Linked DNA regions of Mus musculus: region 2 is linked to region 1. A link is a contact called in public Hi-C data. All regions are on one chromosome and are shown on one strand. Each heading gives the region's core, a stretch centred on a gene start, on an enhancer-like site or on the middle of the called end of the contact. The rest is flanking DNA. Distances are from core to core; before and after follow the strand shown. Region 1 overlaps Gm16271 (predicted gene 16271). Region 2 overlaps Pah (phenylalanine hydroxylase).

Evidence for each region. Hi-C and Micro-C count contacts between places; a contact is called where the count stands out from the background.
Region 2: a Hi-C map of the AML12 cell line shows a contact between it and region 1, with 2.8 times the contacts expected there. The contact joins two enhancer-like sites. A contact is called at or near these places in 1 of 39 promoter capture datasets (liver), 4 of 15 datasets of contacts at CTCF or cohesin (embryonic stem cells, large pre-B cells, pro-B cells and 1 more), 14 of 484 Hi-C or Micro-C datasets (the AML12 cell line, the G1E-ER4 cell line, the N1E-115 cell line and 6 more) and 1 of 115 datasets of contacts at active chromatin or transcription factors (embryonic basal ganglia).

What each region holds. Positions count from the first base shown.
Region 1 is chr10:87,029,822-87,034,803 of GRCm38.p6, reverse strand. It overlaps Gm16271 (predicted gene 16271), which reads right to left. Exons shown (of 5, transcript NR_165263.1): 5 at 2,919-3,307. Among named protein-coding and RNA genes, the nearest start is that of Stab2, 24 kb to the right of the region's middle. Within about 2 kb of position 1,878, at least 4 of the 459 cell types and tissues checked have an H3K27ac peak or open chromatin away from gene starts, as enhancers often do. A contact at or near this core is called in the AML12 cell line and liver, where this site is marked.
Region 2 is chr10:87,543,731-87,548,710 of GRCm38.p6, reverse strand. The region is part of intron 3 of Pah (phenylalanine hydroxylase); the gene reads right to left. Among named protein-coding and RNA genes, the nearest start is that of Pah, 24 kb to the right of the region's middle. Within about 2 kb of position 2,215, at least 12 of the 459 cell types and tissues checked have an H3K27ac peak or open chromatin away from gene starts, as enhancers often do. A contact at or near this core is called in the AML12 cell line and liver, where this site is marked.

The DNA.
Region 1 (4,982 bases), core at 629-3,128:
TGATGTCTTCTGGGGTACTTCTGTTTTGTACGATTTAGATGTTAATGCATACCATCCGTGTAGTGGCCTACCTAAACCTCGTGTCATCAGACACACCTTTAAAAAGATCTGAGACATCCTACTGTGCTCTGGAGAAACACAACTTACTTTCCATCCCAAGACAGCCAGGCAAATGTCGCTACCCCCGCCCCCTCATTCTATGACTGAAGAAATTGAGACTATTGGAGAGCTGAGCCCAAAAGCTGTGTCTTCACATCTGCCTCTCTGTGCCTTTCCCTGCACCTTATGTATGAAAAGATCCATCAACGTCACAGTCGCTCATGTGGTGGGGAACCATGACATCATGAACAAAGAGTGTGTATTAAAGCTTGTAAATGTTTGTAAGGTATAAAAATGGAAAGAAGGCCAAAAGGCAGAGGGTAAGGTAATATGGCCCAAATTCGTTTTAAGTGGGTTTCTTTTTGTACCTTGCTTAGAAATACAAACAAAATATTAACCATGATAGTTATAGGATGGCGAAAATGTTGCCTCTTCTTCCAATTTAACTTCTACTTTGAACATTTTATACAACGTGCATGTGAAAGCAGTATGGTGCCTTACAGAATAAAACCAATGCATTTGCTTGGTAGTACATATCACAGAATATGTTCTAAATTAGATACAATAAGGAAGGAGGCCGGGCATAATGGTGCAATATCACCAGCACACGGCAGGCTGAGGCAGAAGAATCAGAAGTTCAAAGCATTTTCTATGTAACATTAGCTCTGTCGATTTGACATAACCTAGAATAACCAGGAAAAGAGTATCATGAAGGATTGTCTATACTGGGCTAGCCTGTAAGTTGTCTGTTGGAGTTAATTGGTGTGGAAAAACCCAGCCCATTGTGGGTGGCACTATTCCTTAGGCAGGGTATCATGAATTGTGTAAGAGTGGAGAGAAGCAGAAAAGCTTTTGACTGTGTATGTGATGTGAGCTGTTCAAATCTCCTACTCACACACTGATGAACTATAACCTGAGACTGTAAGCTGAAATAAACCCTTTTCTCCCTAAGATTTTTTTGTTTGTTTGTTTTGTTTTGTTTTTTGGTCAGAGCATTTTAACACATCAACAAAAACACAGCAAGAACAGCTACACAAAGAGTTTGAGGCCAGCCTAGACAACAACCAAATAAATTCAGTGTAGTAAGAAAAGAAAATAGCACCGTGTTTAAGGATTATTTTTATTCCATTTATTTTATACGTATGAGTGTTTGCCTACAAGTATGTCTGTGCACCTCATGTGAATCTGATGCCATCAGGGGACATCAGATTCCCTGGAATTAGAGTTATAGAAAATTGTTAGCTGTCGTGTGGATGCTGGGATCCCAGATCCTCAGCGCTCTTCATCACTGAGCCATCTTTCCCAGACCCACTCTGCTCTATCTTTAATCACTCAGCTATGATTGATATGACCCTGTAGACTCCCTGATCTACTATGCTCTCTGGGGAGTGGGGAAGAGGACATTGTCATCTGCCAATTTGGTGACACAATTGTTAAATGTTCGTGATGCATTTGATATAGTCTGTGAGAGAATGCAGGAACATGAAGACGAGAGACACTGAAGTATTAGTATCTGGCTCGCTAGACTCCTCTAGCATGGGGGTAACGCACAGACACAAGTCTTCAAAGTGGTCGCATCAAGCCACCCCTCCCCACAGCAAGGTATAGCGCAGATCACACGACGATGGGAAATTGTGTTCCTACTGATGGAACAGGAATCAGCTACCTGTCATGGGAAGCTCAGAGTTCAGATGGTTCCTTGGCTCCTTGTGGACTCTGTCTCCTGTCCAGCAGACGTGACTGGCAGTGTGACCTCCTGGAAAGTTCTTGGCTATGTGTCATAATATTGATGATGCAAATGACTCTTTAGCCAAGAATGTTAAGTTCAGGCAACAATGACAGCTACATCCTCCGGCTCAGTGATTGCTTCAGTGTCCTTGTCTGTCACCACCCCAAACTGCTCCTTCATTTCAGGGAACTTGAATGTTCGTGAATAATCTCTTCAGGGCACAATTCTGACAGGATAAAGTTTATATTTACATTTACACGTATATTCCGTCTGAGACCTTACATCTAATTTGATTTCGCTGTGCTCAGTTGCTTCAGCAGCTCCTCTGGCCTTCATTGCTGGCCTTGTCCTTTCTGCTTGTATTTCTTGTGGGTCTGAGTTCAGAATCTCTCTTTCGCTAGTTATCTGCTTTCCACCGAGCATGTCCCCTGGGTACCAGTGACCAGTGACCTCTGGTACCAGAAGTGATCTGGGTTCTACAGCACACACTGTGTTGGGGACAGTTAATATTTCCAAAGCGGGTTTTTAAATGAACTATCTCAAGAAAACATTGTTCGTGGCACATATTTTATATCAAAATGTGTGAAATTGGGTTTCTATAGATCTGTGGTTCTCAACTTTGCCAACGCCCTGGCCCTTTAATAGAGATCCCCATGTTGTGGTGACTCCCAACCATAAAATCATTACCGTTGCCACTTCATAACTGTAAAGTTGCGACTGTTTCAGACTGAAATGTAAAGGTTTTGTGAGCTGGAGGTTTACCAGAGAGGTCACGACCTTTGAGAACCCTAGCTGTAGCTCAAAGGATGCAAAGAGCAGCAGCCTGCTTTTGTTCGCTCATGCACTGCTTGACAGGTTCCAGACTTTCAAGAGTTAAAGAAGATGTACCAAATGTGCATCTGGGGGTTGGATGCTCTAGCCCTGCTTCCCATGAACCCCAACACTGGCATGGTTTTGAGCCAAGGCCTGGCTCTTGTTGATGTTGAATCATTGCCTTGGTTTGACCACCAGCTCAGCACTTCCTAACAGATAAGTCTTTATTTCTCTCAGGCCTCAGTTCTTCACACGAAAAATGGGACAGCATGCTACCTGCTTTGTAATAAGCAGTTTAATTTGAATTAGGTGTTCTAGTTCATATTAGATGTTTTGCTTTCTTCCTGGGTATATAAGTGAATGTCAATGAAATTTTAATTCTTTAGTTTGATCCACAAAATTGTTTTATGGACCTATTGTCTCCAAAAGTACTTACTGTTATGAAATGTGTATTCTAGTGAGTGCTTCGCTTACAACAGATTTCTCTAATGTCTGTTTGCATGGTTTCCATTTGTCAGTCATCATCTTAGAGTCAGAGGTAGGATTCAAATAAAAAAAAAACCCCACAGAAGTCATTCTGAGGCTTTGCACATCTGGTTACATGCCATTTCTCTTACTTCTTAGTGTGTTGATGGTCTCGTCCTAATAGGATGAGAATCCCATGCTCTAGAATAGAGAGGAGAGGAGAAATGTTGGAAAGTTGTAATTTATGCTTTCTAACCGTGTAATTATGTCCTCAATACTTAACAAGCTCTTTAAAGACCCAGGACTGAGGACAGAAAGACTACAGAAGTCACAGGAGATGGAGGACACCAGGAGAACACGGCAGGGCTCACAAGGGCTCACAGAGACTGAAGCAGCAAACGGGATGCCTGAAGGTGTAGCCCCAGGTCCTCTGTGTATGTGCTGTGGCTGTGAGCTTGGTGTTTTTGTGGGACTCCTCACTGTGGGAGCAGGTATGTCTCTGACTCTCCTGCCTGCTCCTGAGACTTTTCCTCCTTTAGGGTTGCCTGTCCTTTTCTGGTTCTATCCTGTTTTGTTCTGTTTGGTTGATGTCTCTTGAAGGCCTGCTCTTTTCTGAAGAGGAAATGGAGGGGGGAGTGGATCTGGGAGAGGAGGTTTGGGGAGCTGGGGGGAATGGAGGGAAGGGAAAGTGTGGTTAGGTTGTATTGTATGAGAGAGGAATCTATGTTTAATAAAAATGTTTTAAACATCCATGACTAGGAGGCTAAGACCCCTTGTTGCTCTTGCATGTGACTAGGCACGGTCTTCTTTCCAGTGTTTCATTTTCTTATGATCAGTCTCTCCCTGCTGAGAAAGCCCACAAGCAGGTGTCTTTATCTGTTTTGCTCATTTATTATCCATTATTTTACTAATTATTTGTCTCCCCAGAGTCTAGCACAGTACCCACAAATACCAACGAGATAAATAATACTTTCTGAATGGATAACTAAGTGAATTAATCTGAGCAAACACATTTCATCTGGAACAAAACTTGGTGGTTTTGATTTATGCTCTCTTGAGCAAAGGCAACCTTTGACTCTCGGCACCAAACAGGAAGAGCTAGAATATTCCAGAAAACAATCCATCAATGTAGCTTTTCTCTTTTTCAGAGAGATTGATGAATGTCCTTTTTCTAAGAAAATGATTGACAACCAGACTGTTTGAATCTTCCAGGTTAAGAGACAATCCAGTGATCCTTAGTGAGTCCTTTGGGGGGAAAATAAAAATAGCTCTTTGACTTTTAAGGCTTCTAAGAAACCAGAATCAACATTTCAAGAGTTGGTGGATACCACACAGTGGCCTGTGGGAATTATACACTCTACAACCAGGATCCAAGCATCACAGATGCAGGAGATCCCAAGCCACTCCCAGATCTCTACTATGTACAATAGCTACTATGTGGACACACAGGAGCCCCCCCACAGGGGAACCACATCCATTGCTCAAGAACAAAGCAGAGAAAATCCTACCGTCTATGCTCGGACCTCCATGAAGGAGTCCATTCTTGGCCTGGAGGAACTGGGTTAGTTTCTTTTCTGGTTGCTGGGAAGAAACACCCTGACAAAGGCCCCTTAGGAAGGAAACTGGGATTTTTAGCTCCCAGTTCCAGGTTACACTTCACCACAGCAGGGGAGTCACAGAGGTGGGAGCTTGAGGGGTTGGTCATATCATTTCCATAAGCAGAATCCAAGAAGAATGAATGCATGCATTCTCACATTAAGCTCACTTTCTCTACTCTCACACAGTCCCAGGCCCAAACCCAGAGAATAGCATGGCCCACAGTGGTAGAGTCATCCCATTCCAATGAACATAACCAAGCTATTCCCTTATAGACACA
Region 2 (4,980 bases), core at 966-3,465, 510 kb before region 1:
AGTCAACAGGGATTTATCTTCTGGGAGTAGAGTCCCTACATTTTCAGCCCTCAAGTTACTGTCCACAGCATCTCCTCCTCAGACTGAGCTGTGCTATCTCCCAATTGAACCCCAGAGGGCAACAAAGACAGCTAGTCCCAGCTCTGACAAGTTCTTCCCTCAGAGCAAAAACAATCTATTTGGGCTCATATAGCTTAGTTCAGGCCTCTTAGTAGAAAAGAAATGACTTAGTTAATTAAATAATTATCATTGAAAAAATTACAAAGAGTTCAAGACATAAACAACTCAACAGCCTGGTTGGTAGGCCCCTGGCATTTGAGATCAGGGCCTGGTCTAGAGACTACGGGAGACCACAAGGCCTCTTTATAAGGAAGGGGCATTTTTGTCTACCCAGGTGCAGCGGCCTCTGATGACCTTCAAGCCTCACTATCAAACAGAAATGTCCAGAGCACAAAGCAATGCAGGAAAAATAAAAGGCATTTCATGTTTTGTGTTGAAAGCTAGTTCACAGCTTTTGGACTTTATGCGATTTGCTTTCTCTCTCGGTGGTTCCGAAGTGTCGCGTTTGAAAAAATGATCATAAAAATCATATGTCTCTCAGAGTTAGTGAGGGTCAAGATGACCTCGGGGGGGTGGGGTGGGGTGGGGAGATGATTCAGTGCATAAAGCACCTTCCTAGCAAACGTGAGAACCTGGATTCACACTCACGAACTCCATGGAGAGCCAGTCAAGCGCCTGTGATCTCAAGGTTCCTGTTGCAAAATCGGAGGTGGGGACAGGAGACTCACCAGTAGCTCTCAGATGAAACAAAGAGATACTGTTTCAAAGTAGAAGGAGGGGACCAGTACCAGAGGTCGTCCTAGGAGCTCCACACTTATGCTGGGACATGTACACACTGCACACTGGGTGTGCACACATACAAGAGAGATTAAAATGATGAGCTATGTACAAGCCCATAAAGAAGTCTTACAGCAGTGTTTAACACATAGTAAGGGATTTTAAAATATTTCATCATATTATGATTCTTGCTGCTATTAGAAGGCCAAAAAAAAAAGGCCTGGGATTCACTGTTGGCAGCTTCCCAGCCCTACCTCAACTCTCCTCCTCCTCCTCCTCCTCCTCCTCTTCCTTCTCCTCCTCCTCCTCAGCCCTGGCCAGCAACCTGTGTCCTATGGAATAGAAGAACCCAGGTCCATTAAACGTTTGCAGGCTCTCACCTTGGAATAAAGCAGGAGTCTTGGGAAAAGAGACCCCGTGGAGACAAGGACCCAGTATAGGGGTAAGAATGGACAGGGGCACATGACTTCATTTCTCTTCAGAGTCTGAAGAAACAAGCAGTCTGGGGACCCCCTAAATTAAAAGTATGGAGCCCAGAGAAAGCACCTTTCGCACTCAGCTCCAAACACATCTCTGCCTAGACACCACACAGGGAAGGGTGAACACCCAAGACGGGAAGCCAGCAGGTCTCTCCATGCCCAAGGATATCTTCCTAAGCATAATCCATGTGAGTCTGAGCGAGTGCCTTGCTCCCCCAAGAGTCTGGATTTTCCTCCGTAAAATTTATGAGAGAATAAAACCAACTATCCGTCTCCTTCTTTGGTATGGGAAGCAATGAACCTGTAACAGGTGGCTCTATCGCCAGCCATTGTGTTTGAACCTCATAGCAAAGTCCACAGGTGCTTGTGGCTAAGTAAATATGGTGATTTAAGCTGCTGGTGGCCCAGCTGAAGCCCACTTTTGCGCCCCGCAGCCCGTAGGCTTGACCAATTTGTCAGCCAAAAAGGTTCTAATTACCTTTTTTTTTTTCTTTTGATGAGCTAAAGCAGGACCCGACAGGGCCTTGAAGAATTCCTTTCTGTCTTCCATCCGGACCTTCCTGGATACCATAAAACCTACCTTCTTCTCTGTACACTTTCTTCTCAGTAGGGTTTCAGCCCCACCCCCACCCCACCCTCCCCATACACAGGGGTCTCACTCACAATGCTGAGAAGAGGCACTGACCCCAGTGACCCAGGCCTTCATTTTGAAAACTTAAATCAGATTAGCTCATTAATGACCTTGCCAAATACCCCAGTGGTGGGTCAGGCTCTGCAAGCCCCTCCAGAGGCGCTGGGCTTGGGGTTAATGAATTACCGAGCCGGCTGGTGCAACAGAAGCTCTCTGTGAAGCCAGTGGCACCCGGGAGGGGGTGCAGATCATTAATAAATATTGATTTGGCTCCAAAGGAAGCAGCCTGCCAGAGAGCAGGCCCCTGGACACCCACGTTGCGGTCCCATTAAGTCAGGGTCAACTGTTCTACCCAGACGTCGAGGGGACCGCTGGCTCCAGAGTGCTCCCAAAGAAAAGGCTCCCAAGAGCTGACTTCCTGCTTCGTGGGTCAGTTAGAGTCCATTAAATCCACAGTAGTTCAAGGCAGACAGATCCCAATCTAACTCTCGTCCTCCATCAGATGTTCACCAGCCCCGGGGCTGAGTCAACAAGGCACCCAGGATGGTGGCCAGCCTGTCTCAGGAAGAGCAATAAATCCTCCGACACAGAGACCCAGAACAGAAGGATATTTTCACCCCAACTCTAGGCTCCCCCGTGTCTCCTCCGAGGCCATGGCCCCAGCCTCCTACTGAAGCAGCTACTGTGTGAGTTCCAGGAGCCATTGCGAAGGGAGAGGGCATGGCTGCCCGATGTTGCAGGTGAAGACCTGCAAGGTCTTATTCTTCCTTTAAAGAACTTACTTCTATGTCTGTTTCTAGGGCCAGAAAAACCACCATCAAGGTCTTGGCAAGAGTAAAGGAGCCAAAGCTTGGCCGGTAGGATAAGCTAACACACTCTGCATCCTGGACATAGCAGTATCTGACATGATGGGATCCTGGCGAAGCACACAGCCTCTATTTCCTAATCCGATTCTTAGAATCACAAATAGAAATGAGCGAAGACTAGGAATTTCAGTGAAACATTGAAATTATAAATAAATAATAAAATCTGTAGGGTCCTTTAAAGTTAGAGCTACTCTCCCACTGACCCTTCCAATGAGTCACGTGTCTCCATTTTTTTAAGATTTACTTTATTTTTAACCAGAGGAGGCATGTGCATACGAGTGCTATAGCCAGAGGAGGCCAGGTCATTGGGGCCCCTTAGAGATGGGGGTTACAGAAAGTTGTGAGCCATGGCACTTGGTGGCTGGGCACCCAATTCCCATCCTCAGAAAGAGTACTATGTGTTTTAAACTATGAACCATCTCTCCAGCCTCAAATATACTACATGTCTCTTACAGGTACATAGTGGCAGGTTACCCATTATATTCCCATAGCATCCAATTCTGCCTTCTAAATACTTACAGGATCTGAGATAAGCTGATATATCTCTCACAACCTGTGTTATGTTCAACTGGCCTATGTCAGGTCAAACATAATACATGTAATGCCTTATCTAACCCCAAGTCTTCCTCTCCTCCCACCTGTTGGACCAGAGACTGAGTTCAGTGTACGCAAAAGGATACTCCTCAGAAATACCGTGTCTCCCCATCATTGCCATATGTCACATCATACAACAATGACTCTGCACCAGGGTGGGCATCACACCTGCTTTCCCTCCTACTGTTAAACCCCTGATGACTGATAGATAATGTCAACCCTAATGTGGGGAAGGTTGCCACCAATTCCCTCTGCATCGCTATCCTGGACCCACACCCATGGTGCTGGTGGTAACACATGGCCTGATGTTGGCTGAAGTTGTGGATGACAGCCACATCTCTCTATGGAGGCCCAGATGTGTCAGAGACTAAGGTCCCATTCATCTGGATCACGTTCAGTTCAATCATTTTACACCCCAAGATTAGAGCCTCTTCCACGATCTTGTCCATGAAGTATAGGAAGTAGCACAGTGGGTCTTAGTTATGTCTCTCAGATGAAGAAGAAAAGGCTGGTGGGATTGACCATTGAAAGGGGACAAGTGGCCATGTAGAAAGTAGAGAAGTAAGCACTGGCCCTTGACTTTTAAATTATTGCTCTTTCTGGGTCACTATGGGGTTCCCCTTGGGCCAGTATGAATGACAAGTTGGCATTTAGTTACAATCATTTTCGAAACATCCGTGTCACATGGAGAAAAGACATTCTCGGTCTGTTCCCTCTAACTTTCACAATCTCAGTCTTAGCCCAAATAGCATGTGGTACTGCCCTCTATTTAACAAAGACTGTAAGTTTGGGGACTCTGGACCTGAACATCAGTGAAAATCATTGTGTATCTTGTTAAAAGGCTCGTGTATTAATTTACTGACAATATAGGCCCTGCGTGACAGCCTCTATCAAAATTATATCATGTAATCCACACAATCACATTAGCACCAAATATCTTCACATTTCAAATGAGATGCAAGAGGCTTAAGGAGAGCAATATAGCATTCAGGGAGCATCTAAACAAAGACTTAAAACAGTGATACAACCGTGAGTTTCCACAAATCCAAAGATATGCCATCTCCTGCAGATACAGGACCATGAGCATCTAACAGTTGTGCCTGTGAAAGCCACACACAGGGCAAAGCCAAATGTATAGGGGAAAGTTTTAATTGACAAGGGAAGGAGGAGTTAGAAACAGAATACACAGACAGAGAAAGCAATAGAAAAAAAATAAAGATGCAGGTGGTGAGACTGAAGAAACTTCAACCATCTGGACTACTCAGCCTTAAGCAGCTTTTGGCTAAAGACTCTTAGGAACCATGACTTCTTTGAAAAGTGTTCTTGTTTTAAAAGCAAATAGGCGTGCACACATGTGCACCACTTTGCCAAGTCTTGGGAGAGGCAGGTCAGAGCCTTTTATGGGATCCTACCACTGATCACAGAAATCCTAAATGAATGTCAAACATCTGTCTTACTCAGTATGGCTCTGCAGAGCGGGGATATTGAAGAAGAAAAGAGAAACCTGTAGGGGATTGAGCTTAGAGGCAAGAAATGTGTGTAATAATGATTCGTCTGTCTTCTATCAGTAATA